Regions from separate parts of the Mus musculus genome. Here all the other regions are linked to region 4. Evidence: chromatin contacts called from public Hi-C, HiChIP or PLAC-seq, Micro-C and promoter capture Hi-C data. All regions are on one chromosome and are shown on one strand. Each heading gives the region's core, a stretch centred on a gene start, on an enhancer-like site or on the middle of the called end of the contact. The rest is flanking DNA. Distances are from core to core; before and after follow the strand shown. Region 1 has its middle 9.7 kb from the start of Trim29. Region 2 holds the start of Mcam (melanoma cell adhesion molecule). Region 3 has its middle 63 kb from the start of Gm36799. Region 4 holds the start of Nectin1 (nectin cell adhesion molecule 1). Region 5 has its middle 71 kb from the start of Gm36855. Region 6 holds the start of Oaf (out at first homolog). Region 7 has its middle 31 kb from the start of Gm36799.

Region 1 (4,297 bases), core at 1,394-3,893, 440 kb after region 4:
TGTGACATGTTTGATTCTTCCTGTTTTACATAAGAGGAACTAGACAGGTTGGGTAACAGGCCCAAGGTCAGTAGGCTAATAGCTAGCAGAACTGGGTTTGAACTCAGCATAATCCAGCCCCGGAACTTTCTCTTTAATTCCCTACACTCTGCTAGTGATTTTTGCTTCTGGCTGGGCATGCCAGGAGCTACTCTGTGAAGTGTCTAACACGTTTTGTCTATTCCCCCACATTCCTTCAGCTTCCCAATGTGTGGGGGGAGTGGGCCTCCTCCAGCTGCCTCTTCACCCTAGAGAAGCCACTGAACCCTACCCACTCCACAGCTGCCCACTGGCCCTCTATCCCAGCTCAATAGTATGTGGGATAGAGAGGTACCTTTGGTATCTATGAGGTCAGCGTCAGGCTCCAACAAGGCCTGGCTACCTGGGTATATGCTCAGCTAGGGAGACTGCTGTACCCAGGGCCAGCACTGGCATCAGAGCCACAATCAAAAACATGATCCAGATACAGAGACAGAGTTCCCCAGAAGACACAGGGAGCAGAGGAGCAAGTGAGGCACAGAGGCAGAGGCAGGAGTCACATGTCAGACACTGAGGCTAGCTCCTCCTGAGTCATTGCCCAGCCAGAGGCTTGGTGGGGTGGGGTGGGGCAGGGTGGGGTGGGAGGGGTTGGGAGAATGGGGGATGGGGGTAGGGATTGGGGGATGGGGGTCAGGGCATGGGGGCATCCCTGTAGGAGATGAATGAAGGTTGGGTACCAGTTCTACTTCACCACTCCAGGAAAGGCCATATCTGCGTGAGCAAGGACACTGGTGGCTTAGCTGAGGAAGGATGGGCCGGTTTGTGGCAGCTCCTGGCAGGGAGGCTGTGTGGGCATCACAGGCTTCTTTTCCACCTGACCCTCCCTTTACACCTGCACTGCCTGCAGCTCCCAGGGAGCCCCGCCCAGGAGAGCTAACCCCACTGCCTCACAGGCTGTGTCCAGGCCTGTTCACCTACTTTGGGTCTTAGCTTCATGGGTGTTTTGTCTAGCATGGCCTGACCTACCTCCCCAAGCTATGCTGTATATAAGAGTCCTCTGTGTGGCCCACAGCTTGGCAACACTGTACCATACACCCTGCATTTTATTTTACCTCCCTTACCGTGGATGGCTATGACCACAGGGTCTAACAGTGCCTAGCAAATAATAGGTGCTCATTAAACACTGCTGAGCTCATAGGTGGTTAACAGAGAACAAGAGTGAATGCAGAGGGTCAGCGTCTCATGAGACCGCCCCGAGCTGATGCCCGGCAAGAAAAGAATCAGGGTGCAAGCGCTGGGGTGCTGACAGAGAAGTGAGAATGTCACCCACATCTGTCTGAACAGAAGCCAGATTGAGGTACAAAGTTGGGTGGGGTAGGGAGGGTGCCTTCTGCAGGGAGGTGAGCCAGGTCTTAGGGCTGGGAGCCAGAATCAGACTTCCCCTAATCTGAGAGTTTTGGGGAAAGCCAGAGAGAGGTGACAAGGGCCAGCTGCACAGCCTGCCCATCCTGTCACAGGTGTGCTTGGCTTTCAGTCAAGAGTGTCACCAGCCTCTTCTAGAGGAGGACTCAGGAGCACGGAGAGCAAAGGACAAAGAGGAAAGAAAGCAGAACCTCAAAGGGGTCCCAAGCCCCTTCTCCATTGTTTACCCCCCAAATTGTCAACCCGGTGGACAAAGGGCCATAGGGAAAGGGCAGTGAAGGTTCAAAGCAGAAACCAGGCAGGTGCAAACTAGGGGAAGGAGTGTAAGGTAATCTCACCTGTAATCTCAGCCCTGGAGAGGCTGAGGCAGGAGGACATCTGGAATAGAGAGGAAAGTCTGGGCTAGACAGTGAGGAGACCCTGTCTCTGAAAAACAGAAGGTGGAGAAGAGAAACGGGAGGGGGTGGAGGAGCAATGGTAAAAGAAAAGAACTCAGCAGGAAGGGTGAAGAAGAAGGGAGAAGATGAAGAAGAAGGAAGCGGTGGCTACAGCAGATCCTGACGGGAGGAGAGGAGAGCAGATCACACGCGGAGAGCACAGACCTCAGATTGTACTCCACAGCCTTCGAAGCCCTCCCCAACCTTCGCAGGAACTCGAAACAGCCCCTCAAGGTGCAATTATCCTTTTCTTCCCCTTTATTTTATTTCACTTTTTATTATGGGAAACTTGAAAAACACACAAAGTAAACATAATGGTCTAATTGAGAGCCCTGTGCGCCCATCACCGGTTCCAGCGACAATCACAGTATGCCATTCTCGCTATGATTTCACACACTCCATTTGTATGCTTTTTTTTTTTTGACATGGCTTTTCTAAGAAAATTTGCATAGTCAAATGTACAAATATTAGCTGCGTGGTGCTGATAAGTGTTTATATCCCAGTGCCCACATCTCTGTCATAACACGGTACGTTAACATCTTACTGGGAAATTCTCTCTCATTCCTTCCCAGGTAATCCCACAGGCTACCACCACTCCAAACTAACACCACCTCCAACGATGGATTCATTTCTTCGCTTTGCTTCCTCTAGATCTTGGAGAAAGCAGAATTACACAGCAAGCTTTCTCACGGGCTTGCTTTGTGTCTGAGCATCACGTCTCGGTGACTCACCCGTCTCATGTCTGTGGCTTTTTATTCCTCTGGATGTGAGCATTGCAATTCATCTCCGAGTTTTGCTGGTGGCCATTTGGGTTGTTTCCAGTGTACGACTACAGCGTATGAGGCCCCTGTCATATCTGTCTCTGGCCAGGCTCTCACTTCTCCTGGGTAAATAAATACCCAGGAGTGGAGTATGTGTGTTTAACTGTAAACAAAACTATGGTGGCCAGATGGTTCAGCGGGAAAAGGGAAAAGCCCTTGCCCCTACGCCTGAGGATCTGAGTTTGTTTCTTGAGGCTTAAGTGGTGAAAGAAAAGTAACTTCCACAAGTTGTCTTCTGACCCCTGCATGGACACTGTGGCGCTTTTCAGTGCTCTTATGCATGTTCTTGCTCATGCATGCATGCTTGTATGTATGTGTGTGCACAACACAGAAATAAATGAGGAAAATCAGAAGAAAGGAAGGATGGGAGAAGGAGGAAGGAAGGAGGGAGGGAGGGAGGGGGAGAAGGGAGGAAAAGGGGAGGGAGGAAAGAGGGAAGGAGGAAAGGGGGAAGAAGGAAGGGGAAGGAAGATGAAATAGGGGAAAGAGGGAGGGAAAGAGGAAGTGGGGGAAGAGGAAGGGAAGGAGAGAGGGACAAAAGAAGGGAGGGGGGGAAATGGAGGGAGACAAGGAGGGAGAGGGTGGGAGAGAGGGAGGGAGGGAGGGAAGGAGTGAGGAGGAAGGGAGAAAGAGTCCATTTTTTTTTAAGATGTGGCTGCACTATGTGAAATTCCAACAGTGGTGTGTATGCATCCAGCTTTTGTGGCTTCTTCCACTTCTTGTTGATCGTAGGCTTTTTCTTCCTCCTCCCCGCAATATTACGTATTTTCATTTTACCTGCATGTATGCCTATGTACCATAGTATGTCTGGTGCTGGAGGAGACCAGAGGAGGCATCAGATCCCTGGAACTGGAGTTACACAGACAGTTGTGCCATCATACAGGTGCTGGGGAGTGAGCCAGGGTCCTCTGCAAGAGCAGCCTGCCTTCTTTCTTAACCACTGAGCCATCTCTCCAGCCCCTATAAGTGTTTTCAACGCAGCCGCCAGGAGGTCTGTGGTGATCTCTCATAGTTGCCTAGTGACTAATGATGTCACCCAGTGTTTCATGTGAATATTGTGCATACGTTTCCCTACGTGTGTGAGGACTCTCTTCAACTCTTTTACCCATTTTCACTACAGTTACTTGACTTTTACATATGTGGTGCATGTATAAGTTCATGTGGATGCATGCAGGTGGGTAGTGAGGGTGTATGTGCCCATGTGTGTACATGCGAAGGCCAAGGGTCAATGTCAGGTGTCTTCCTGGATGGTGCTTCACCTTCTTTTCTGAGACAGGGTCAGTCTGTGACTGAGCCTCGAGTTCACTGATTGGCCGGATTGGCTGTCAGTGAACCTTTGAGATCCTCTCAGCATCCTGGAGCTGGAGTTACAGCCAAGCATAGCCACACCCAGTCTTCACGTGGGTGCTGGGAGCCTAGATGCAGGGCCTCACCCTTAGGTGGTGAGCCCTCTACAGAGCTATCACCATAGCTCCTTATGTGGCTTCTTAAGCTTCTTACTATTAATATTATTAATGCATGAGACTGGCCCCAGAGTTTCACCCATGCTAAATTTCACCATCAAGCAATGCCCCAGTCCCTGTCACTGAATGAGAGGAC
Region 2 (3,742 bases), core at 430-2,929, 390 kb before region 4:
TGTAATACGGAGTGAAACACAGACAGAGTGACTGGGTATATCTTAGAAGAAGCTGGTGGAGAGACAGATAAGAGCAACATGGGCTCTGGGCCAAGATGAAGGCCCCTTTGCTCCTGGGCCCCTTCCTAGTCCTGGTGAGCTCAGACTAGGGGAATGTAAGGCATGTGCCAGGCTGGGGCACACAGGCCCCTTTGTGTGCCCCCCCTCCACGAAGACGTCACTATTCTACCCTCTGTCCCCCAAATCCTCTGGAAGACACAGTGAGCCAACTCTAGCCAGAGGCTATGATTTATGTTCCCACAGTAGCATGTCAAGAAACGCTGCAATACAATCTGAAGACCCCATCCAAGTCTAGAGGGGTCAGTCTCCGCCAAGGGTTAGGTCAAAAACCAGAGAGTGGGCAGGAGTGACGTCAGTGGTGCCAGCATGCTGCCAGCTCTTAGAAGAGGTGATGTCACTAAGCACAATCTGCCTGGACCCTGGGATGTCTGGACTGTGTGGCTTCCAGACTGGAGGGAAGGTGGGAATAGCCTTCTACCAACAGCAGGAACTTTGAATCCCTGCTTTCTAAGGGCCAGAAGAGCAGGGCAGAGCGAAACTGAGTTTTCTGTGCTGCGATTGCCTAGCTGGGTTTAGCCCTTTCCCCAGAAATAAGGTCAGTCTGGGAGGCACTAGACTGGAGTACCCCAGGGACGTGGCTGGCACTGGGCAAGAGGCCAGAGAAGTGGGTAATGCCCAGTCCTCCCCTTCCCCAGCCTGACCAGTGGCTGAGACGCGAGAAAGAGCCAAGAATAACACACGACACCGCTGCGTGTGCCCTACAAGGGAAGCCCGGACCCAGGAAAGCATGTCTACTCGATGGCTTAAAGGAAAGCTCCGAGGTGCCAGGCTCTCTCCACCTGACTCTAGTGGACCACAGAAGCTGTTACTGTTGTAGAACTTCTCCATCTGTTGTCTTTCCCCTGTAATCCCGTCAAACCCGGAGGCGCAAGGAGACCCACACCACCCGCTGCCCTTGCCAACGCCCAGCCCCAGCAGGAGCGGCCTCCTCCCTCGCTCACCTCCAAACTGGCGTGAGGCCCAGGCGGAGGGGGAGGGGTCGGCGGCCCCCTCCAGCTAGGGAAACTGCCTTTTCCAGCAACAGGCGGGCGCGGGATGCACGGGTTGGGGATGCGCCCCGGCTGCGCCTCTCTGCCGGGACTCCAGCACCCAGCATCCAGCACCCAGAGCGAACACCTGCGGGAGGCCGGGCCCAGCGTCCTGCAGAAGCTCGGCCCCACCCCTTCCCGCTCGCTGCTGCAGCAACCCGACTAGTCCGTTCCCAGAATACTCTAAAACCTAGGCTGCACACCCGCAAAGAAGTTGCACGCACGCGGGGCGCCTGGAAATCGGGGACTCTGGCAAGAAGGAGCGCCCACTGGGGTGCAGAGCCCCGACTCTACGTTGCTACCAGCTCTGATCTCCGGTACACTCAGGCGGCACAGTCCGGCTCCGTCGAAGACATCCCCAAACTCCCAACGCCTGGGCTCTGAGGGACGCGGGTCGGGCCCCCCACAGCCCCCTCAACATAAAGAACTCACCCGCGGCACGGCGACAGCAGCAGCAGGCAGCGAACAAGAAGACGCACACCAGTTTGGGCAGCCCCATGCTTCCCCGACGGAGGGCGCGAGCCAAGTGAGGAACTCGCCGCTGTCGGGGGCTGACGTCAGGGGGGCGGGGGAGGGGACCCCGGGCGCCGCCCGGCCCCGCCCCGCGTAGCCCCCCGCCCCCTCCCCGCGCCCTAGGGGGCGGGCCCCCGGCGCGCTGGCTGCGAGCTGCTGCTCCCCGATCCAGGCCTAGAGGCTAACTCCCGTTTTCTGGCTTGGAAAGGTTGAAGGAGCAATGACAGGTGTCCTGGGGCTCGAATGACTGGCCGAGGCGGCAGAAGCTGGCCCGGTCGCTGTAGACTCTTGGACGCAGTAGCAGCGCTCGCTCAGGTTTGTCCACTACTAGCGGGGACCCTCTAGCAGAGGAGCAACAGAGAGGTATCCCTGATAGAGGACTCTCAGTCAGGTTCCTCTACCCTGCTGTGGAGGCATGGAGCTGGCCCTGGTCGCCTTCTGGAATGACCGCTTCACTGCGGCGGCTGCCGGCTTGGCACTGTTCCAGAGTCTTCGCTGGCCTGGCAGCCTTGGAGGAAGAACTGTGCCAGGTCCCACAGACCTAGGGGTGCCTGCAAGGGGGCGGGAGAGTTGGAAACGGTGCCTTTTGGGTTATCTTTTCATATTCGAATTCTTGCAAGTCCCTCTTACCCTAGAGAAGGGAGGAAGGGGTCTGAATTCACAAGCCCATGGTCCACGCCCTGACCCAGATAATCCTTTTTGTCTTCTGGTCTCTGTCTCGGTTTCCCTCACCTCAATGAGGAAAAGTTAATACTAACGGATGTGGGAGTCTACAGCCTGTCTCCCAGAAACCTATTACTCTCTCTAATGCTTGAAAGCTGCCTTCCCTACCCACCCCTCAACTCTCTCACGGGGCAACGGCCTCAGGTTACTGAAAGCCTAAGTCTCCCACACAGAAAGGTGCCAGGAGCCCTAGCCTCCATCCTTTCTAATCCCAACTTCTCCCTGGGTCTTCTGGACTCTTAGATTCAAAAAGGCTCTAGCACCAGAGCTTCAGGAAGGGTTTCACCCTTGGCTGGGACTCTCACCAGGGAGGGGTCTGTCACCCCACAGGGAACAAACAGCCTTTCTGCCGCTGCTGGAGAGAGGGAGGAGGGTTGAGGCAGCAAACCCCAGAGATGGCCAGGTGACTTGAGAGGATGCTCTGGGCTGTGTTCTGATGACTCAGATGACTGGCAAATCACATCTACCTCATCACTCAAATCTCATTGACCCTCCTCCCTGGCCATTAGCCTCCAGACAGAGCCATGCCGACTGGCCTCAGGCTTGGGCTCTTGATGGGAGAGAGGAAGAGGGCCCTGCCTCCTCTGCCCTCCAGAGTGAACTGAGGAGCACTGGCCCCTGGCCCCTGGCCCAGAGCAAAATAGGAAGAAAAGCCTGTTCTCTGCAGCGATGGCTAAAGGATGCTGTCTGGCTAGGCAGGGCAAGTGCTGCACCCCCTCCCTGTTTCTTCATTTAACACCATTAACTTATCCTCTTCTCTGGCAGTCTGAAAAGAAAGGCAGCTAACCACCAAGGACAGTCGGTTCTGAATTCTTCCTCTTAGATGGATGCCAGGTGGGGGTTGAAGGAGTCGTTTCTGCAGTGAAAGGGAAATAAGATTACAGCTCAGGGTGACATCCCAGCCTTCCTGGTGCACAGAACCAAAGCAAACAAACAGACTATACTTTTAAGAGGTCTGGCCCCAGCCGGGCAGAGGCAAGCGGATTTCTGAGTTCAAAGCCAGCCTGATCTACAGAGTGAGTTCCAGGACAGCCAGGACTACACAGAAAAACCCTGTCTTAAAAAAACAAACAAACAAAAAAAAAGGTCTGGCCCCTATGGCCACTTTATATAGTAACTTGGGTCCTGAGAGCTTGGTGGCCCAGAGCAAGCTCTTCATCATTTGTTTCTGTCTCGTTTCCTATTAGGGTTTTTGAAGACACCCACTGGTGTCTTACCATTTGAAAAAATGAAGACCACACAGGCAGGCATCCGTTCCCTGAATTCGGCACTAACCTGAGGACTGGAAGTCTACGGTGGCATCTCCCTAAGTTACTGGGATGGTGCTGAGGCCTCTGGCGTTACTGCCCCCCATCCCC
Region 3 (3,801 bases), core at 880-3,379, 320 kb after region 4:
GCACTGCATCCAGTCAAAGATGAGTCAGTATCGTCCCTGAACCATGAGGAGGCAGTCTGTCCCCGAATGTCTAGCTTCCCTGGGGCAATAGTCGTGGATACTGGAGCTTCTTGGATAAATATACCTTCTTCTCCTACCCTAGAGTAGGCATCTGAGACCCAAAACTGAAAATCAGAGCAGCAAGGTCCTCGTGTTTTCAAATAAACAGGTGCAGCTTGCTCCTCAGTGCAACCAGGCGTTGTCCTGACTCCTGGCTCTGGTGTGCTGTCAAGATAAAAGTATCATGGCTGGGGAAGTGCAAGAGTTTGCCTTCCCCTTCTGTGGTAGAAGGCATAATGAAGAGGCCATGTTTCACTCACCAGATGTCATGTTTGGGGCGGGGGGGGGGGGGGGTATGGCACTGCAGCCCTCAGAGATGCATTTAGAGATGGACAGAACTACAAGAAGGAAATTGGGAACCTCCTCTGGCCAGAATATGTGTTTAGACAGCACACTGGCTGAGTCTGTCTGCAAGGAGACAGAAGATTAGAAGTGGGCATTTCCTTGCATCTAGGTAGTCACTACTGCGATAACCAGTCCCCAAAGGCAACCTGTAATGTGAAAGATCCAGTCCTTAAGGAAGAGGGAACAGGAGCTGATAGGGTTAGAGAGCACGGAGCTGGCCTGGAACTCTTTTGGAAAGCTGATCCCTAACTCTTTGTTCTTAAAGGCTAGACCCCAGGGCCTAGGCTGTTCAGCCTGCAAAAAGATGAGCTACAATCCCTTGTGATTCTAGAATCTGAAACTTGATTTATTTATTAACTGAGAAGAAGTTATCAAATCCACTCAACATGTTGTCAAAGAGACAGAAAAGCATAGGATTTCAACAGCCGACAGTTGAAAATGGTGACATGAGAGGAAAATTTTAAATAAATATTTGATGTTAATGCCCAACTGATTCCAGTGTGAGTGATAGATCAATTACACAGGGGACAAGCTCAAATACATGTGATAAGGACTATACTAAAAAAGATGGGATAAGAAGAGAGACAGAGCCGGGCGGTGGTCGTGCACACTTTTAATCCCAGCACTTGGGAGGCAGAGGCAGGTGGATTTCTGAGTTCAAGGCCAGCCTGGTCTACAGAGTGAGTTCCAGGACAGCCAGGGCTACACAGAGAAACCCTGTCTTGAAAAAAAAAAGAGGAAGAAGAAGAAGAAGAAGAAGAAGAAGAAGAAGAAGAAGGAGGAGGAGGAGGAGGAGGAGGAGGAGGAGGAGGAGGAGGAGGAGGAGGAGGAGGAGGAGGAGAAGGAGGAGGAGGAGGAGGAGAAGGAGAAGGAGAAGGAGAAGGAGAAGGAGAAGGAGAAGGAGAAGGAGAAGGAGAAGGAGAAGGAGAAGGAGAAGGAGAAGGAGGAGAAGAGAGACAGAACCCCAAGAAAAGCCCAACCCCAACTTTAGCCTCCAGATCCCAGTGCCTGAGATGTCTGGGGTAGTCGGCTTCAGGAAAATCAAACTTTGCTGCTAGAGTTCAGGTCTTGGTTCTATGTGAACATGGGGGAGCAATTAAACCCTCCATTTCTGTGTCTGTTTTCTCACCTGTAAAATGGGTGAGTAGCCCCTACCTATAACATAGGCATGAGGATCAAATGAGTTGCTACAACCCTTTGATAGATGGGTTTCTGCTCCATGCCCACATTCTCTCCAGAAATCTACTAAGGGGCCTCAGAGATGGCTCAGCAGAAAGGGTGATTGTTGCACAGCTATGAGGCCCAGAGTTCAGATCCCAGCACACACATAACAAGCCAGGTGTCTTGTGCATGGTAAGCAGCAACAGGAGGATTTCAGGGTCTTGCCAGCTTTCATCCTGGCTAAGAGAATTTGAGCTGAAGTTTCAGGGATAGACTCTGCCACAAAGGATCTCTGAGACTAAAATTAAAAAAAAAAACAAAAAACCTCCAAAAAACAAAAAGCCAAAACCAACCAACCAAACAAACAAAAACTAATAATGCATGTGCCGAAGTTTTCGAGGAGAGTGTCGTTAAGGCTGTGGAGCTGGAAGAAGGGAGAGATTTGAACAGCACAGACAGGGAAGAAGACATTGAAGACAAGGTGGGCGGGGCCAAGGGCCTGGGAATGTGTGGGGATGACATGGGGTATGTGGATCTAACAAGATGGATACGGTGTTCAGAGAGAACAATGAGACTCCGGTCCTCTTTGACAGGAACAAAACATCCAACATGAACAACTTCAAAGGAAGTAAGCTGATTTGACCCACAGGTTCAGAGCTTTCTGTCTCTGGTTGGCTGGAGCCATTGCTCAGGAGCCTTGTGGTGAGGCAGAAATGCCATCCTTTCCCTGACTCCCTGTTCCCTCTCTCTCGAAAACCCACCTTCTGTGTCCCCACCCCAAACTCCCCCCAGAGGCAGCGGTCCTGATCCCTACTTGCGATCCACTGAAATCCTATTAAGCTGCTCGCAAAAGTACAGATGCCTGCCGGGAGATTTCCCCCACCCCCCTCGAGGTAGGCTCAGCTCTCAGAACAGAGACAGGCTGGGACTGAAACGCCTGTCCACAATGCTCTGAGCAGAGGCTGACTCCTATCATGATTTCCCGGAGTTCTTGGGAAACGTAAAGCCTTTTCGCTCCCTGTTCTTATCTCACCCGACCTCCAGTTTTATTCTGGAGCCTTTGATACCTTTCCCATCTTTTGAATACTGGATGGTTCACCTGCTTAGAGTCTCCTCTACCCCAGACAGGCAAACCAATGTTGCCACTGGTTTTGAATTAAAAATTGCCCAGAGACCTCACAAAGGCTCTTGCAATCTCCACCATTCCCTCCTGTTCTGTCTTGGAAGATATTGGAACGTGTTCTGCCATATTTCTGTGAGGATCACACATACACACCAGCAGCAGCAGTAGCAGCAGCAGCAGCAGCAGCAGCAGCAGCAGCAGCAGCAGCAGCAGCAGCAGCAGAATTCAGCTAGGGTGTACTGGAGTAAGGAAGATGCATATTTACTGAGCTCAGTGTAAATGTTCCACACTTGGTAGCATTATCTCATTTAATCCATCAGTAGGAGGTTCTGAATTCCCTCAGGGGACTCCTTTGGATTCTGGGTAGTTACACAAAGAAGTCCTGGGATTTTAAAAGCTTTGAAGACATCTAGTTTCCTCGAATTCCCTCTCCACTTCCCCTCTGCCACTTTCCTGGATGTTGAACCCCAGGTCTCAAAGCCACCTCAGCCAAGTCACCTGGAGGGATATTTGCATAATGGACAGGGAGATCCCAAGGTCCTGGCAAGCTTGGGTAAATCTAAGCAACCTCAAAAGATGCTAATGCCACCTAAAATTGAGACCTCTGTAGCAGCAGGTCCACTCAAAAGTCACCATCAGCAGGACCACGGGATCAAAGAGAGAGGGTAGCTGATGCAGTCCTTAGCACCTGTCAGGTCAGCAGGTCAAATTTCCTCCTCGCCACCTTGTAACTGGCAGGCTTTTAGGGGATGAATACCCCCCACTTCCTCTACACCCTGCCTTGTCTTTTGCCTAATTCTCTTTCCTTTTTCCTCCCCATCCAGCGCCCTCTCCCCCACTGGATTTTAGCCCCAGGCTGCTGCAGAACACAAGAGAGCCAGGCTCCCACATCTGCACTGCAATCCCTTGTTTAACGCCTCCCCCACCCCACCCCACCCCACCCCACCCCACCCCACCCCACACACAGGCAGAGAGAGAAGCTATAGCTTATTCCTGGGGTGTCTGCAGAGCTTGGCACTGACTGACCTAGTTCAACCAGGGAGTTGGGAAGCATTTGTCTGGGGACTCTATGG
Region 4 (4,127 bases), core at 1,053-3,552:
CGGGTTCAGCATGCCCCTGTGAAGTGGAAAGGGATGTGGAATGTCCCTTCCTGGGACACCCAAGAGGGGAGCACTCCACACTGGCCTAGGTACTGGCTTTCCCAAACTGCTTTCCTGACATCCACCACTGCTGGAGAGGTGCAGCGCCCCAGCACGGAGAAGGCCGGCAGCAGGAGGAGGAGGAGGCAGTAAGGGAAGCAGAGGAGGCCAGGCTCTTGCCATCCAGGAGAGAGTCCAAGCTACACCTGGACAGGCAGGCCTACCTCTCCTTACCAAACTGCCTGGCAAGCCTGCAGAATCACAGTGGCCGGGAATCCAATATTCTTAATAATCCAGAAGTCTCTGTCTGCATTCCAGCCCCCTATTTTGCCACCCCGAGTTGACGACCACGAAACAAGCCTTCCAAGACCCCATCTTATCTCAAGAGCTTGTCTCAGGTTTCTTTACGGGGGACGGGGGAGTTGGCTAGCGAGATACTCTCCCCACTTTGACCCGAATTAGTGTCCTGCTGGCAGCCTAGTTGCTTCCCCAGGGACCCAAGGGGTTAAACCCAGGCGAGGGGACTCGGTAGGATTTGCCTCCTAAACGCATTTTCCAGTTCATTCCCCAGCACAATATGCCTGGGCCGTCCTAGCCTCCGCCCGCCCCCACCCCATCCGTCAGAATAGGCCAATATGGGCCACCCCAGGGTCGGGCGCGGAGTTAACCCCTCTTCTGCCGGCAGCTCACACCTCGAGGAAAGACACGCGGGACACCCTCGGGGCCTCCCGGGAAAGTGGGTCATGCGGCCACCTGGCTGGCATGAAGCCCGTGGAGCTTCCTCCTGGGAGAGCCCTCCGCTTTAGAAGTGGAGTTCCGAGACGGAGCCCAGCCCCGCGCAAGGCCCGGAGTTTGCGATCCCTAGGCGGCCCGACCTCACCCTCCAGAAAAGGAACCGCAGGTGAGTAAGAAGCTGCCTGTGCCGCAGGAGCAGGTTCCGATCGCCCGCTGTGGGGCGATGTGGGGCAGGAGGGGGCCCCCATGAGCCCGAAACCATCTGACAAGAGGCCGCCAAAAGAAATGAAGTCGCCCCCAACCCCCGCCACTCTCCTAGCCCACAGCCCACCAGCTAGGAGACTGACGCCCTCCCCCTGGGGCTGTTGTCTCATACCCCAAGCCCGTGATTACGGTGATTATTTTGCATTTATGTAACACGCAGTGTTTCCAAACTGCTTCTCGAGCTGAGAACTGGTTATTAAATAAATAGAACCCTATTACATATTATTATTTTTGTGAAGAACTGAGCGGAGAAAGTGCTTTCTTGCTACATAGAGACGTGCATCCGATTGCTACCCTGCAGGGCAGGCTGTTGGGCTTCTCAACCCCTTTCTCCACGGTGCCACCTCCTGCCCCCCCTTATCCAAGCGTGACCCAACTTTTCTGGCTCCGTTCGCTCCCTACAACCCGTAGCCTTGCCCATCATCCAGCTCCAAGTCCCGGGGAGGTTCTGGTTGGGTGGGGGGCTATGGAGGGAGGCAGAGGCAATCGCCTTACCTGGGAGGAAGAAGGCGGTCAAGCCGAGAGCGAGTCCCCACCAGCGTCCAGCGGCGCCCGCAAGCCCCATCCGAGCCATCGGGGGGTGGGGGTCCGGCGAAAGGGGCTGCCAGGAGGGCGCTCCTCGCGCTCCAGAAACCAGTCTGGAAGACGAGGGCGGATCGCTGGCGGTTGGCGGGCGCTCGGAGGATCCAGGTCAGCCGCAGCCGTCGGTCGGGGCGGGGTGGGCTGGGTGGGATCCGCGCGGCCGCAATCCGGTCCCCGGCTGCCGCCGGCTCAGAGCCTCGGCAGATGCCCGCAGTAAGTTGCACGAGTCATGCCCCCTTCGCCTCCTCCGCTCTTCTCCTCGCCCCGGTCCCCGCCCTCTTCTTCCACGCAAAGCCCGGCTGGGGAGAGGGACCCACCCCCGGCGCGCCCGGCTACCGGGCTAGCGCGGCGCAGGCTCCCGGCCCTGGGCGCGCTCACACCCTCCCGCTCGGCTCCAACTTGCAGGCGTCCATGGCCGGCTGTTCTCCGAGGGTGGCCGGGCGGTGCGGAGGGCTCGGGGCCCAGGCGGTGGTGTGCGGCTAGGGCGGCCAGCTGCCCGCGGGGCTCGGGGCTGCACGGTCTCGGAGGACCGAGGGGAGCGAGCCGGGTGCGCCACGGGTCCCCACCGCGGCCGCTGCGCTCGGTGCGGGCGATCCGCAACAATGTGGAGCTGCCCCGGTGCCGAGGCGAGCCGCGCTCTCTCCTCTCCCTCTCTTTCTCTCACTCGCCGATCCAGCCTCTCACCCGCTCTCCCGTGATGTCAGCCCGGGGGGAGGGGTTAGCATTAACCCCCTCCTGGCTCCCACGCGCCCGGCCCAGCCCTGGCCCGGCCTCCGCCCGCGCGGCCGCACCTCCCAGTCCTAAGCAGCTGTGGCTGCGAGCGTGGCCGTGGGGTTCGGCTCAGGGCCCCAAGCTAGCAAGATGCCCCTTGGGTCGCCGTTCGGTCGTGGAAAGGGCCGGAGGGCGGGCTGCCCTCCTCGGTCGCTGACAAAGGGAGGCAGTGACCCCTAGCGGCCGGCAAGGGGGAGAAGCTGCTCGGTAGGGGTGGAGTTAAGATGAGGAGGGGGGCTGCCGTAGGGATCCGTGTGAACGCTGGATCTGGCATTGTCCGAGCTCCGAGGGCTTTTCTGACTCTCTGGTCCGACCCTGGGACCATTTCGCAGATGAGGAAACAAAGGCCCAGAGGAGGGCATGGAGAGTGGCAGAAAGAAGCAGAGCACAGGCTAGAACTGTTGCCAAAGCTTCTGCTCCCCAAGATCTGGACACCAGACGGAAACAGCTTTGCGGAGGACCAACCGCGAAAGCTGTGAAGAGTTGAGGCAAGACAAGACATTAGTGGGTGAGAGATCAGGGCACTCAGGTTTCTAGTGGGTCTTCTTTAATCCTTATTGCCTTCAGGGGGTCCTTGTCCCGAAATCGAAGCATTCTGCTTTCCCCAAAGAGCGACAAACCAAGTGGGCTCCCATTGCCTTCACCTCGTTTCTGAGTGGTTTGCGGGATTCCCGCGAAAGTGGCCCATCCAGTCGGTGTCCCAGAACGGCCAGGACTCTCCGCCCCATCCTGTTCGCCACCCACCACATCCGGGTGGCTTCTTGCCAAGGTGACTGAGCCCGAGGGGCCCTTAGCAGCCTGAAGCCTGGACCTTCTGTCCCCATCCTTGGACTAGGAGAGGCAGACAGACAGGGTTTCCCAGTCAAGAGAACAGAACTCCCTCGTTCGGGGCTGAGCAGACCACACCCACTTTGCCCTTTGCCCTTAGCCCAGCCCCAAGGGCACAGAGGCTTGGGGTAGCGCCAAATTCTGATAAAATGTAAATTTTCCTTTCGGAGAATGGGAGGGGCAGGACAATGGAAGAGAGGGACAGTTTCCCACTCTTGGGCCCACGGGCTCAGCCTGCTAAAGAAGTCACTCCACTCAAAAGGAATGCTCTCTGTATCCTTTTATGCTTCACCCGTGTAACTCAGGACAAACTGTCTACCACACTACCGCCTGACTTGGGAATGCATTGTGTGGTCTCATAGTTGGTCCTTGCCCCACAGGAGCGGGGTCTAGTGGGGATGGGGGGGGGGGGGAGACACAGAAACAGAAGTTCTATAGAATCACTCACCGCAGCACGGCATTGTGGGGGTTTTCAGATTCAGGACATCTACGTTAGCCTGGGCTGGGAGGGACCTGAAAGGCTTCTGTGGTAAGGGGCGCAACAGGGGCTGACTGGAGGTGTCTGTCAGGCACAGACCATCCTTCAAGATACTGGATTTAAAGTAGAGGTCAGCACAGGGAAAACTGTGAAAGAGAGCAACAGCTGGGTATTAGGAAACGGCCTAATAAATAATTGGTTCTAACCCTGCCTGAGCTTGCGGTAAGGTCAAGCCTGAAATCAGACTCATGCCAGGTAGCCACGGGAGGGTCTTAATCCAGAGGATGCCCTGTCAAATTAAGCAGGTTGGTGGCCAGGCTGGCAGCCAGGAATCTCCCATCTGGCTTGCAAGTGCTTTTAAACTTGCCCAAGCCAAAAGGAATTTGTTTTTTGCTTGTGGCTAACACGTCATAGGAGCTGAACACTTGTG
Region 5 (4,278 bases), core at 990-3,489, 290 kb after region 4:
CCCCCATGCCATGGTTATAATACTATAATGAGATAGATACTCTGGTACTGACTGCTTGACACAGAGTCCACAGAGCAAGGGCATAATTTCCAAGAAGATTGTTCCCTCTTCAAATGACAACAACCCCCCCCCCACACACACACACACGCACTTTTGGTCAACTGTCCTCAAATGCAAGAGTCTCCACAATGCCATCAGATTTTGTGACTCTCTAGACTGATCTACAAACTCTGCAAAGTGTAGTGCATATGGCTACAGGACAGAAGATAAAAGTTGGGACCAGCCAAAGGAAGGGATCCTAGGTCATTACAGAGTGTCCCTATCCTCTCTTCCTACAACTGGGACATATTTCCTGGTGCATCAAAGTAGTTGTCAACCAAGAAGCTGTGCTAGGCTCTGGAATCCAGAATTCTTCCCAGAGCCTTATTACATAGGCGTGGTTGGTTGTGCTATTGGCCAAGGAACTTACATCAGTCTCCAGCTCCTATGCTCCCAGGTGGAGGTCAAGTTGGATGATCTCGCTTGGAGCCCCACTTTCTAAACACAGCAGGTCTGCAGGCTAAGCAGCCCCTTCCTCCGTCATCTCAGTATGAACTCAGAGGTGATCCAGGGTACCTGTCAATAGCAAAGGGAAATATGAAACATGAATTTGCCATCATTGGAAAATCCCAGAGACTTAGAAGCGCTCTCCCAGGAAGATGAGCTGAATCCTCTACTTCATAGCAATGCTGTGTATGTTCAATAAACTTTGAATGAATTCATCACAGAGACTAAATTAATAAATACAAGACAAAGAATGACTGATTGATTGGCTATGGCTAAAACCTGACTCTAAGCAAAATGTGGGTTTATGTGTTAAAGAAGACAGCTTATAGTGTTAAAGTCTAAAGGAAGAGATATATGTATCCAGCCAGCCATTGGGGCTAGAGAGAGACCTGTGTCTTCTGTTTGTCTCTGTTTTCATCTGAAGAAAGTCTTATTTTATCTTAGTTTCTTGTTCTTCCTTCTTGACAGAAACTACTATGATTAAACTACTCTGAGTCACAGCTCACCCCTAATCTTCCACCCTTCCACACAAACAGAGTTCTTAAAGAAGAATTCTAATTAGCTCTTCTAGGATCCTGTGCTCAGCTCTTGGAGTAGTCACTGTCCCAAGTGGAGGAAGAGACAATTGCGCAGGCCTTGAGCACAAAGCTCTCTCTGGGGTCTTCTGTTATGATTGACAACTGAAAGAGAACGATGAATACTAGATGAAGACCAAACATTTAACAATTCTACTGTGCCCCGTATCTACACAGTGTGCTAGTTTAGGGAGCAGTGCCCACAAGTATCACCTTGCATAAGGAATTATTCACAGCAGCCTTACAGGCAAGGGTCCATTTCACAGACAAGGACCCGGGGCTTGGTAAGAACCAAATGTCAGGTAAAAACTGTTTAAAACAACTAGGATAGAATCTTTGAACCACAGATTTAGGAAACTACATGTCTACTTTGTACTTTTTCCCAGTTTTGTTGTTAGTGGTGGTTTTAAATTTAATTTTCTTTGTATGACTTCTGTGTTGGAATGGGTTTCATTATGGCACATCTTCCTTTCAATGTGTGTGTGTGTGTGTGTGTGTGTGTGTGTGTGTGTTTGCACACATGCTGAGAGAAGCAAGAAGATGGAGTTACAGGGGATTGTGAGCCACCTGGTGTAGGTGCAGGGAACTGAACTGAGGGTCACCAGAAGACCAGCAGTTGCCCTTCACTGCTGAGTCGGCTCCCCAAGCCTCAGAGTGGCCTTGTCACAATCCTTCCTCTCCTTCCCTCTTCTTCCTGTTTGTCCCTTTTTCCTGTGACTCCTCCGTATGGCCCTCTCCCCCACCCCCACTCAAATCTTGCGTCTACATAGGGGAGAAAGATGGCTTATTTCATGTAACATAATAATTTCCTGTTCTATCCATTTTCCTATGAGTAGCATGATTTATTTTTCTTTATGGCTGAATAAAGGTGTGTGTGTGTGTGCGTGTGTGTATATTTCCTTTGCCCAGTTATCTGTTGATGGGCATCTAAGTTGGTTCTCTTTCTTAGCTATTGTGCAGAATGCAGCAATGAACACAGATGAATCTCTGTGGTAGGGCCTAGAGTCCTTTCTGTAATCACCCAGGAATACTACAGCAAGGCCTATGGAGGATCTAGTTTTAGTTTTTGGAGAACCTCCTACATTGATTTCCATAATGACTGTGGCAGTTTACACTCCCACTAGCAATGAATAAGGCTTCTTTTGCCTCACCTCTCTCTCTCTCTCTCTCTCTCTCTCTCTCTCTCTCTCTCTCTTTCTCTCTCTCTCTCTCTGTCAATCATAGCCATTCTTCCTAGGATTAGATAGAATCTCAAATAGTTTTAGGACTTGCCATAATTATTGGCATGTTTACAGACTTCTGACTACTAAAGATTTTTGAACATTTATATATATTTATTGATCATTTGTGGTCCATCGCTTAAGAACTTTTAGTATCTATCATATTCATTAACACACATATTGACTAGAAGATTCGAGGTGAGATGTTAATTTCTGTGGTCCTTTATATATCCTAAATATTTACCTCCTACCCCCCCCCCATCTGAAGCACCAACTGTCCACTCACATATTGATTGTACACCGATAATACAGCAGAGGATGTGGCTATCCAAAAGGCCCTGTTGCTGCTCTTGCTAAGCTAACACTTCAGTGGGGAAAATAGAGAATGACTTTAGTAGTGGTGGAATGAGGAGCTGCAGGGTGGAGCCCTCTGTCAGAGAGGAGCTCATCCTGAGAGCTGACTGGACATTGTCTGCCCATTCCTCGCCTGGACTCAGTCTGAGGAGGGGGGTGGCGCTGATCCTTCCGCAGTTCACCCTTAGTGCCAGTGTCCCACTGCCAACCCATAAGGAGACATCTGGTTCTTTTTGGACGCAGTGAGCGTTTGTTTTCACCTGATGAGAATGGTTTATACCAGAACCTTGTGTGGTCTTTCTGGGAGCAGAGATGAGAACTAACTGAGATCTGTTCCTGCTTTAAATCTCTGAAGCTGTGATGCAAACCAAGCCCCTTGCTGGATCCGGAAACAAAGAGAACATAAGAGAGAAACAATCCCATTCCACTGGGAAGCTGGCCCAGTCTCCCTGGTAGCCAGGAAACCATGTAATACATCCATGTCAAAAGCAATGACTCCTCGGGGAGATTATCAAATTAAGACCCATCCATCCAAAAGCCTAATGCTATTGATTAAAGAGCAAACACCAACATCTACCCTCCTCTGGCCCCAGAGCTGGATAGATTTATGTTCTCCTTGTCTCTAAATCTTGAATTAGGACCCATTTGGGGCACCTGGGAACTCAGGATCAGACAATAAGCAATTCTCTCTGTTCTCTTCTGGGAACCTAGAACACATACTGGCTCAGTATGCATGGAGGACACTCCTGGCTCCAGAGGCATACCTACTGAGGTCTCTAGGTGGGTGGATGTCCCCAGCCTTCTTGAACAGCAGCCAGTATGTGAAACGAACATGCTTCCACATACAGAGTTGATGTATTAATTAGGTCTTCTGTTCCTCTGATAAAGACCACGACTAAACGCGACTTGAGGAAGAAAGGGTTTATTTGACTTGTATGATCCTATCTCAGTCCATCACTGATGGAAGCTAAAGAAGGAACAGAAGCAGGGCAGGAGCGGAGAGGTAGGAGCTGAAGCAGGGGCCATAAAGGAGTGCTGCTTACTGGCTTGCTCCTTATGTCTCACTCAGCTTGCCTTTTTCCAGGACCACCTGCCTGGGGATGGCACCACCCACAGTGAGCAGGGCCTTTCCACATCACTCATTAATCAGGGAAATGCCCCCATAGACTTAGTTACAGACCAATCTGGTGGAGGCATTCTCTCAACTGAAATCCTCCCTTTCCTGATGACCCCAGCTTGTGCCAGGTTGGCAAAAACCTAGCCAGCACAGTTTGCCACCGCTGATCACACACACACACACACACACACACACACACACACACACACACACACACACGACTTGACTGAAATAACTGATGATGCATTTTATAACTTTAAATTCTGTTGCTTGGTGCATGGAGACAACCCCCATGGCAAGTGATGGAGAGAAACCGGGTAGTCTACGTCATAATATCAGAATGACCAGCTGGTCTATTATAGAGCATCAGACGGAGTGGCTATTGTCTACGACGACAAGCTAGTCCACACTGTAAAACCAGAAGAGACTGGCTGGCTTACATTATAAGAGAAGACAGATCAGCAAG
Region 6 (4,128 bases), core at 594-3,093, 500 kb after region 4:
AACAGAGGAAGTTAGGAAATTTGGGTGAGGCCCCTAATGACTATGGAACTGACTCATGGGGGCACTCCCAGCTCGAAGGCCTCTTTGAGATCTAGCATCCTGTCAGGCAAGAGGCCAGCTCTGAGACCCCAGGCAATTCGGTGCTGCCAGCTCAGGCTCTAAGACCCCAAGGAAACAATCCAGTTATTGTCTGGCAGCCTGCCCCAACTCCCCAGAGTGAGGAAAAGATACTCCTCGAGCCAGGTGCTTCCCCATAAAGATGCTGTCAAGGACCAAGTGTCTACCAACCTCTGGCTTATCAAGCACCACACTGGACCTTGTTGCCAGGGCTGCCTCCCTGTCCTCTCCCAGAAAGTCTGAACCTATAGGCTTAAGGATCCTGGAAGCTGTGTCATAATGAATATCAAAGTGACAGTTGAAGTAGGGCAAATTTAGGAAGCCCCGAGTGAGATGGAGGACATCTTTTTTTAATTCTCATTTTTTTATTAGGTATTTTCCTCATTTACATTTTCAATGCTATCCCAAAAGTCTCCCATACCCTCCCACCCACCCACCCACCCCCACTTTTTGGCCCTGGCATTCCCCTGTACTGGGACATATGAAGTTTGCAAGTCCGATGGGCCTCTCTTTCCAGTGATGGCCGACTAGGCCATCTTTTGATACATATGCAGCTAGAGTCAAGAGCTCCGGGGGTACTGGTTAGTTGATAATGTTGTTCCACCTATAGGGTTGCAGATCCCTTCAGCTCCTTGGGTACTTTCTCTAGCTGATGGAGGACATCTTAAGTCCCCTTCAGTCCTATATGTGTTCCAAAGGACGGGCTCATGCTAGTTGGGGGTGGATCATGTGCTAGAGATCCCCTAGGAAGGAAAGATGAAGGGGGTGGAGTGGGGAGGCACAGTTTCAACCATCTGTCATCAAGACCCTAGAGACCACAGGGCACCTGGAACAAACAGAAGTGGCAATGGACAGGAGAAACAATGGTCCTGGCCATGCCCAGGGGGCCTTATCTCCAGGGACGCCCAACCCTCTGTGTTCACTAGCAGACAGTTAGGCTCAAACAATTTTCAAAGTATGCTTGTGTGTCACCAACCAGAGGGGAATCCTGCTCCCCAAGTCTTCACTCAGCTTATTGGAGTCTCTGGCACAGCAGGAGTGTCTTTTTGTGGCCCTTGATTGGTGCTTCCGTTATCGGAAAGAGCAGAGGCCCTGAGCGGTGGGCTGGGCTGGAGAAAGGCTGACTGAACACAGGAGAGAAAACTGAATAACGGCTCATAAAGTGTTAAGCTCCTTGATGGCCGCATCCAGATTGGCCGCCTCACTTACAAAAACAGCTCACACCTGATGGATGCACAGATGGCCCTCAACCCCTAATTGCACTCCCCGACCTAGGAAAAGACCAGAATGCTAGGTGAGGCCTGATTTTTTCCCCCAGCCGCTTTTGAGAAATTCGCTGTGTCAGAGAAACTAAAAGACTAAGCAAAACCTCTGAAAACCCAAGCCCGATTATTTCATCCACGTGGCACCAGAACAAGCCAGAGGGGTGTAGGGGGCGGGGGAGTCACCCGTCCCGCCCTTAATGGGAGGAAGGGATTTGCCCGGAGCGCAAACTCTGGACAAGGCCCGGCCGGTGACGGGGCGCGGCGGGAGGGAGGGATCCAGAGAAAGCCAGCCTAGACCACAAAGCGGCTGAGCCCCGTGGTCCCCAATCCCCGCCCCTCTCTGGGCCACTGCGGTCCCTTTAAGGGCCAAGAGGTGCGCGGTCTCTTTAAGGCAGGTCCTGGTGGTTTCTGTTTTCTGAAGGAAGTGACGGGGGGTGGGATTGAATGAAAAGTGCTGAACGGAGTCCGGAGCTCAGGAATCGGGGCGGCTAGGGGACACGCACGGGGGGCGCCGTCCGGGACTCGGGGTGCGTGGCTGTACGCGGCCCACGTGAATTCGCTGCACGTCGTGGGGAACCTCCGGGTTGAGTCTCCCCTCTAGAAGTAGGGGACTGCCGGGAATCCCCGAACCGGACCCCCAACTTCGAGCAAACTTTGTAGGCGCGTCTCCCCTCCCCCACGCGGCGCGCCGGGGGCCCCGGGGATGCGGCCCCCTGGCTGCCGCGACGTCCCCTCGGCGCGCCCCGCGCTGCCGCTGCTGCTGCTGCTGCTGTCGCCGCTGCTGCTTGGGGCGCTGCACGGCGTGGGCGCGGGCAGCGGCGCTCCGGCCGAGCTGCGGGTCCGAGTGAGACTGCCCGACAGCCAGGTGATCGAGGAGAGTCTACAGGCGGACAGCGACGCGGACAGCATCAGCCTTGATCTGCGCAAACCCGACGGCACTCTCATCTCCTTCATCGCGGATTTCAAGAAGGTGAGGTACCATCAAGAGTCCTGTCCCACCCACCACGGAGGGCGGGCAAGCTGTCGGGCGTCCCAGGAACCCTCAAGCCCGCAGAAGAGAAACGCAGTGCCGAAAGGGGAACGTGACATGCCCAAGGTCACCTCTCTAACTCGCTGCCCACTCTCTGGCACCCAGATCCCGGTCTTTATTCTCTTTCGTGAACCCCTCTAGCTTTTTTGTTGCTTGGCTCTGAGTAACCAAGGCCCTTCTCACGCACTGACCGGCTTCAAAGCCCGCTCCCTCCTCAGCACTCCAAGCTGACACTCCGACAAAAGTTCTTGTTAACAAGGCCTCCTTTCTTGCCACTGCCTCTGTGACTAAAGGGGAAATCCACAGGTGGCAAGAGGACCTTGGGCTCTCCCTGTTGTGTTGGTGTGAAGTTAGTTTCCCTTACTCCGCTGTTCTTTGGCAAGGAAGCGGTTTCAAGACCTCCAGCCTGGAGCACCATTCCGGGATCGCTTTCCCTGCAGAGCTGTCTGCCCTTGGTCCCTCCCAAGTCTGGTAGCAGCTCTCCTCTGTAACCTGAAGGGCTGAACTACTTGGGAGCCAGAGGACCTAGGCAGAGTTGGGGGAAGGGAGGAGAGAAAAGGGGAGGTTCCCCTCAGTTGGAAAGGGTGGTCGGTGTCTCCGCCCATGCCTGACAGGGGCTGGTGAAGTCCACAGTTTAGCTGCCCCCCTCCCGTCCCGTCTCTCTCTCTCTCTCTCTCTCTCTCTCTCTCTCTGTCTCTGTCTCTGTCTCTGTCTCTGTGTGGGTGTGGTGGTATGGAGAGAAGAAGAGATGTTAGAGTTATCCAGAAATGGAACTCCAGGGTGCTGAGTGACGGTGACCCAACAACAGAAATCTCTGAAAGAAAAGACAGTGAAATGCCACCCCAGTCATCCCAGGAGCCTAAGACAGGAGGAACACAAGTTCAAGGCTATACAGAGCTACAGAGTGAGACCTTATCTCATGGTTGGGGGGAGGAGAGTCTTCTAATCATCCACTCTCAGCTCTTCCCCCTAAAAGGAGGCATTGCACCCCTCTGTCTTTGGGAGAGGAACAGAAGTGACGAATATCCAGGACTAAATAGCCATCCCTCCTCTTCCCTCCTCTCCTCTCCCCTCCCCTCCATTCCAAAACTGAGAGTTATTTGGAGACCTTGGAGGGAGAGGGGGCAGAATTTGGGCAGCCAGCTAGGGATCCTGTGAGACTGTCATGAGCATCAGAGGTACCAGGGAGATCCAGTGTTGGGTAGAGTAGAGGTGAGCCTGGACTGATGTTCTAGCCCAGGCCCAGGGAGTCATCCTGACCAAGGACTTAGCAGAATGGTAGCCCGTGCTTGCCACACAGGCCCAAACTGGGTTCTTACATGCAAATAGGGCCAATGAGCCAGTGTGTGGAGAAGGGGAAACTGGTCACTCAGCACATCCAGCCAAACTTTAGGGACATTTTATGTATGGTGTTCTGGACAGAGTCAATCAGGAGTGGGTATCTAATCTCCCCTCTAAGCCTCTGACCTAAAAGCCAGTCACAGAATGTGCCGTTAGTGTCCCACCCACCTGCCCAGTAGCCCTGTGTTGTGATCACCCTGGAACCTTAAAAAAAGATTTATCCATCCCTAGGCTCGAAGTCTGATAGCCAAGCTGGGTGGGGCATGAAAGGCTAGGAGTGGAGCAGAGCTTTTCTAGCCTCTGGCTACAAAGGGTTGTGATTGCTCTGCTCTGAAAGGCGACCAGGAAAGAATGCACCAGAGGAAAGCACCAGAG
Region 7 (4,235 bases), core at 1,615-4,114, 360 kb after region 4:
TTGTGGTATGGGGATGGGGAGGAGACAATTAGTGATAAAGGAGATGGAAAGGCTCGTCAGATGCTCAGTGGGTAAAGGTGCCTGCTCCCAAGCCTAACAACCTGAGTTCGATCCCAGGATCTGAAATGGTAGAGAGAGCCAGTTCCTGCAGGTTGTCCTCTGACTGCCAGGTGTGTGCCATAGCGGTGTGTGGCCCCGCCCTGACACATGCATACACACTATAAATAAAATTTAATATTAAAAATCTGTTAGAAGGATTGTGCTGGTCGTGAGTGCTACCCAAAGGGACCAGTGTATGCGTGAGGCACACAGTATTGTTGCCCAACTGAGCAAAATTCTCTTTTATGCCTACTAGTGCCAGCTACCTCTACACACACACACACACACACACACACACACACACACACACACACACACTGTTGAAGTTCTGGGAATCAAACCCAGGACCTTAAGCATGTCAGATACTACGGAATAATCTACCACTGAGCCACAACTAAGCCCTCATTTACACCCTATTTGGAGGGTTGGACAGAGCGTCTACACAAGCCTGGCTTCTGGGGAAGGGTTTGCCCACATTCAGATCCTTCTGACAGCCGTAGCCTCCCTCTACCCACAGCCCCATCTTCAGTTTAGCTAAACTGCAGGATCCCTTTGGGTTTGATACCATCTAATTGGTTGTGGCTAATCCCATATTAACTTCTCCCTCAGAAGCTAGAGGGCCTCTCCCCACCCTCTCTCACAGTCCAGCTCCTACAGAAGCCTCCGTTATCTTGTTTATGAGCCTCCCTAGCCTCAGATGGGCAAATTTGCATATAAATAACCTGCCATCCTGGGAAGCTGCCAGAGGCACCGGTAACGACTCTGTTTATTACTCTGGAGAGAAAGCGGAGAACCAGGGGCTCCTGCGCTGGGTGGTCCAGTTGGGACAGCTACATTTCTACCCCTTGATTAGCTGAAAAAGGGTCGGTCACTCTCAGCCAACGCAGATGGAAAGCCTCAAAGCTCCTCACATATCGGAAACCCTGGCCTTCTTAGTCCTAGACCTAAGATAGTCGTACCTCACCTGTCCCAGGCTAGCCCAGCCTAAATAGCTGTGCCACCAGCCTCGTGCTACTTGTACTTGGTGCAGGTCAGGAAGGTGGGTTAAAGGAGATGAATCAGGTCCTCCAAGAACCGTGTATTACAGAGAACTTGTCACAGCCCTGGCAGGGAGACACGGCCCGCAGGAATCCTGGAGATGAAGGCTGTGAGACACAGGGCTCAGTCCCAGGCAATAGAGCGAACCCAAAGTCCCAGTTTGGGGCTGGCTTTCAAAGGCTAGGGACCTTGTCCCTTACAGTGAGCAAAGCCATGTCCAATGAACATGTCATGGGATGGACTATCCCGTAGGAGTAGGGGCATTCACCAGAAGACAAAGGAAGGGAAGTCTAGAAGGCAGATAGAACCTTTTGAAGCCTTCTGAACAGGGATAGCCTTAGAGCAAGCTTGTGATCCAGAACTGGCCTGCTGAGATCAACATTAAAAGTGAATGAAGGGCTGGATATGGTGTGCATGCCTTTAATCCTAGCACTCAGGAGGCAGAAGCAAGTGGATCCCTGTGAGTTCAAGGCCAGCCTGGCCTACATAGAGACTTCCAGGACAGCCAGAGCTATACAGTGAGACTCTGTCTCAAAAAAAGAGAAAATAAATAAAATTAATTAAAACGTGGATGAGGGTGTTTGTGGTTGTGAGCCTTTAACAGCTAAGCCAGGAGCAACAGCTTAGTGGATAACAGTGTGTGCTTCTCTCAGAGAGGGCCTGGGTTCCATTTCCAGTGCCCACATAGTAGCTCACAACCCTTCTTAACTCCAGTACCAGGGGATCCAGTGTCCTTTTCTGACTTCCATTAGCACCAGGCACATACATGGTGCACATACACACAAGCAGAACACTCACACACATAAGACAAAAATTAATAAATCTGTCTCTTTTTTGGGAGGGGCTGAAAGCCAAATGTGTTGGCACATGCCTATAATCACAGCATATGAGGTGGTAGAGACAGGAGAATTGGAAACTCATAGACAGCCTGGGCTATTCAGTTTGCTCAGGATCAGCCTAGGATACATGAGACCTTGTCTCAACCCAATCGCTGAAACAGTACTGTTAGCGAACAGACAATTCCACTGGCCTGCTCCCAAGGACTTAGCAGATGCTCAGGTCAACGTTTGCTACCATCGGGTAGGCCAGGTGTGTACTGTGGATAAAAGGGCCTCCAGCCACCCCAGATCCCTTTCTTTCCCTTCATCTGTCTGTCTGTCTGCCCATCCGTCTGTCCATCTGTCTGCCTGTTTGCCTGTCTGTCTCTATCTCTCCCCTGTCCCCACTCTTCTCCTTTCCCCCCAATAAACTTCTTACACCAGATGTGTTACATGGTATGATTTCTCAGGGGTACTTGGCACATGTCCACCAAAAGTACCCTACCCCTCACTCACATTTTTTTAACTTATCGAGTACATGGGCCAAAAGTTTGCTGAGGAGGCCTGTAGGGATCTGCTCACACAGTGTGGCCTTTGCTCTCCCACCATACTCTGCCAACAAGGTTTAATTCTTAGCAGAAACCACCTTCAATAGGGACCAAAGTCAAGAAGCAGCTGCGGCCTTGGAGGCAGGCAGGAAGGGCTGGCTGGTTAAGAAGACAGGAAACCTGTGGGTGGAAGGTTAGCCAGGAGGATGGCTGGGGATGCAGAATTTAAAAGCAAAACCGTTTTAAAGTGGGGACTGTAGAAAAGCCCCCTACGAAGGTCAGTCGCGGAGACAGACAGCTCTTACTGAGACGGCATTAAAGCAGAAGGTGGTGTGTTTCACAGGCTCTGCGCTAAGACTGCAAAGACAGAAGGCAATCTCACCCCCACACAGCCCAGCAGAAAGCCCGCATGTGTTCCCAGAGCCAACAGTAACTAGCCCTTCAGTAGGAAGACTCTAGGGCACCACTGATAGTACAAGCTCAGCCTGGCTTTACCTGGAGACTATCTGCCAGCCCGCTTTATCTATAGGAACAACTGAAGCTCGTGTTACAATGAGCTGTAGTTTCACAAATGGGGGCTTGGCACCCTCCCAAAGCTAGCCTCTTACCCTCCGCAGGATCCGGGGGACACCGATCCTGGTGCTCTCCCGGTCCTATGATCTTGAAATTGTTCTGGGTTTTTTTTTTACACGTATGTGTTTATTTTGGAGGGGAGGCACATAAAGGGGTCAGAAGACATCTTACAGGAGTCAGTTCTTCTCTTCTAGCATGTGGGTTCTGGGTCTCGAACTCAGATCCTTGGGCTTAGCAGCGTGTGCCTTTATTATCCACTGAGCTATCTCACCAGCCCAGTTCTCCGTTTAAAGACCAGCAAAGGCTTAGTAGATCACAGTAGAGACTGGCAGCCATTTTTAAATGGCAGAGAGAAGATGGGGAGATGAGCCGGTCAGCAAAGTCCTTGTCACACAAGCAGGAGAGCCTGAGTTCAACCCTCAGCGCCTACATAAAAAGCCAGGAGCTCAGGCTTGGGTTTCTGCGCTCTGGGGTCGGAGGCAGGAGACTGTCTAGAGCTCTGAGACTGGAAAATGAGCCCCATATCTGTCTCAATAGTCATTTCTCAAAAACCAAGATAGAGGGTCCTGGACAAACAATGCCCAAGGTTTGCCTTTGACCTCAAAGTGCATGTACACAACATATATGCATGTATATATAAACATGACCAGGAGAGTATGCACTCCCCGCCCCCACACACACACAATTTAAATACTTAACTAAAGAGCAGATTAAGATTTTTTTAAAATAAAAATGGAGAAAGGATCTCATCCTGTTTCTCAGCAGGGAGAATTCAATCTCTCTCTCCCTCCCTCTCTCTCTCTCTCTGTGACTGTCTGTCTCTCTCTCCCTGTCTCTCTCTCTCTCCCTCTCTCTTCCTCTCTCTCTCCCTCTCTCTCTCCCTCCATCTCTCTCCTTCCCTCTCTCTCCCCCTCCCTCTCCCCCTCCCTCTCTCTCTCCCTCCCTCTCTCTCTCCCTCTCTCTCTCCCCCTCTCTCTCCCTCTCTCTCTCCCTCTCTCTCTACCTCCTTCTTTCTCTCTCTCTCTCTCTCTCTCTCTCTCTCTCTCTCTGTCTCTCTCTCTCTCTCTCTGTGTGTGTGTGTGTTTGACTTTGCAAGACCCAAGGGCTGGGGAGTAGCTGCGTTGTCCTGGGAGAAGGCTGACCAAACCTCCAGACGTGG

Evidence for each region. Promoter capture Hi-C pulls out the DNA fragments that hold promoters and counts their contacts. A called contact is a pair of places that touch in the nucleus more often than the background predicts. HiChIP or PLAC-seq counts read pairs in DNA pulled down with a chosen protein or histone mark.
Region 1: an H3K4me3 HiChIP or PLAC-seq map of bone marrow-derived macrophages shows a contact between it and region 4, with 2.8 times the contacts expected there. The contact joins the enhancer-like site here to the promoter of Nectin1 in region 4. A contact is called at or near these places in 1 of 39 promoter capture datasets (liver), 1 of 15 datasets of contacts at CTCF or cohesin (the NIH/3T3 cell line), 15 of 115 datasets of contacts at active chromatin or transcription factors (the SCID.adh cell line, bone marrow-derived macrophages, differentiating embryonic stem cells and 8 more) and 1 of 9 other capture datasets (embryonic stem cells).
Region 2: a contact with region 4 is called in a Micro-C map of embryonic stem cells, with 2.1 times the contacts expected there. The contact joins the promoter of Mcam here to the promoter of Nectin1 in region 4. A contact is called at or near these places in 1 of 484 Hi-C or Micro-C datasets (embryonic stem cells), 1 of 115 datasets of contacts at active chromatin or transcription factors (the NIH/3T3 cell line) and 1 of 9 other capture datasets (pancreatic islet).
Region 3: a contact with region 4 is called in an H3K4me3 HiChIP or PLAC-seq map of forebrain, with 6 times the contacts expected there. The contact joins the enhancer-like site here to the promoter of Nectin1 in region 4. A contact is called at or near these places in 1 of 39 promoter capture datasets (hippocampal neurons), 10 of 115 datasets of contacts at active chromatin or transcription factors (VIP interneurons, craniofacial prominence, embryonic basal ganglia and 7 more) and 1 of 9 other capture datasets (embryonic stem cells).
Region 5: a contact with region 4 is called in a Hi-C map of the N1E-115 cell line, with 5 times the contacts expected there. The contact joins the enhancer-like site here to the promoter of Nectin1 in region 4. A contact is called at or near these places in 2 of 39 promoter capture datasets (embryonic stem cells and hippocampal neurons), 1 of 484 Hi-C or Micro-C datasets (the N1E-115 cell line) and 14 of 115 datasets of contacts at active chromatin or transcription factors (embryonic basal ganglia, embryonic forebrain, embryonic hindbrain and 7 more).
Region 6: a contact with region 4 is called in a Micro-C map of embryonic stem cells, with 4 times the contacts expected there. The contact joins the promoter of Oaf here to the promoter of Nectin1 in region 4. A contact is called at or near these places in 2 of 39 promoter capture datasets (hippocampal neurons and liver), 6 of 484 Hi-C or Micro-C datasets (adipose-derived mesenchymal stem cells, embryonic stem cells and liver), 11 of 115 datasets of contacts at active chromatin or transcription factors (the SCID.adh cell line, astrocytes, embryonic forebrain and 6 more) and 3 of 9 other capture datasets (adipose tissue, embryonic stem cells and pancreatic islet).
Region 7: a contact with region 4 is called in a promoter capture Hi-C map of hippocampal neurons, with 6 times the contacts expected there. The contact joins the enhancer-like site here to the promoter of Nectin1 in region 4. A contact is called at or near these places in 3 of 39 promoter capture datasets (cranial neural crest, hippocampal neurons and liver), 1 of 484 Hi-C or Micro-C datasets (nephron progenitors), 14 of 115 datasets of contacts at active chromatin or transcription factors (craniofacial prominence, differentiating embryonic stem cells, embryonic basal ganglia and 10 more) and 1 of 9 other capture datasets (embryonic stem cells).

What each region holds. Positions count from the first base shown.
Region 1 is chr9:43,298,942-43,303,238 of GRCm38.p6, reverse strand. No RefSeq gene overlaps it. Among named protein-coding and RNA genes, the nearest start is that of Trim29, 9.7 kb to the left of the region's middle. Within about 2 kb of position 2,643, at least 22 of the 459 cell types and tissues checked have an H3K27ac peak or open chromatin away from gene starts, as enhancers often do. A contact at or near this core is called in bone marrow-derived macrophages, where this site is marked.
Region 2 is chr9:44,132,595-44,136,336 of GRCm38.p6, reverse strand. Mcam (melanoma cell adhesion molecule) reads right to left here and starts at 1,679. Exons shown (of 16, transcript NM_023061.2): 1 at 1,581-1,679. The coding sequence starts at 1,647. It overlaps Gm10687 (predicted gene 10687), which reads left to right and starts at 1,852. Exons shown (of 2, transcript NR_152189.1): 1 at 1,852-1,976.
Region 3 is chr9:43,418,854-43,422,654 of GRCm38.p6, reverse strand. No RefSeq gene overlaps it. Among named protein-coding and RNA genes, the nearest start is that of Gm36799, 63 kb to the right of the region's middle. Within about 2 kb of position 2,129, at least 5 of the 459 cell types and tissues checked have an H3K27ac peak or open chromatin away from gene starts, as enhancers often do.
Region 4 is chr9:43,742,129-43,746,255 of GRCm38.p6, reverse strand. It overlaps Nectin1 (nectin cell adhesion molecule 1), which reads right to left and starts at 2,302. Exons shown (of 6, transcript NM_021424.3): 1 at 1,534-2,302. The coding sequence starts at 1,612. It overlaps Gm46108 (a long non-coding RNA gene), which reads left to right. Exons shown (of 4, transcript XR_003948147.1): 3 at 1-940.
Region 5 is chr9:43,447,757-43,452,034 of GRCm38.p6, reverse strand. No RefSeq gene overlaps it. Among named protein-coding and RNA genes, the nearest start is that of Gm36855, 71 kb to the left of the region's middle. Within about 2 kb of position 2,239, at least 2 of the 459 cell types and tissues checked have an H3K27ac peak or open chromatin away from gene starts, as enhancers often do. A contact at or near this core is called in the N1E-115 cell line, where this site is marked.
Region 6 is chr9:43,237,531-43,241,658 of GRCm38.p6, reverse strand. Oaf (out at first homolog) reads left to right here and starts at 1,843. Exons shown (of 4, transcript NM_178644.3): 1 at 1,843-2,352. The coding sequence starts at 2,086.
Region 7 is chr9:43,386,235-43,390,469 of GRCm38.p6, reverse strand. No RefSeq gene overlaps it. Among named protein-coding and RNA genes, the nearest start is that of Gm36799, 31 kb to the right of the region's middle. Within about 2 kb of position 2,864, at least 5 of the 459 cell types and tissues checked have an H3K27ac peak or open chromatin away from gene starts, as enhancers often do. A contact at or near this core is called in hippocampal neurons, where this site is marked.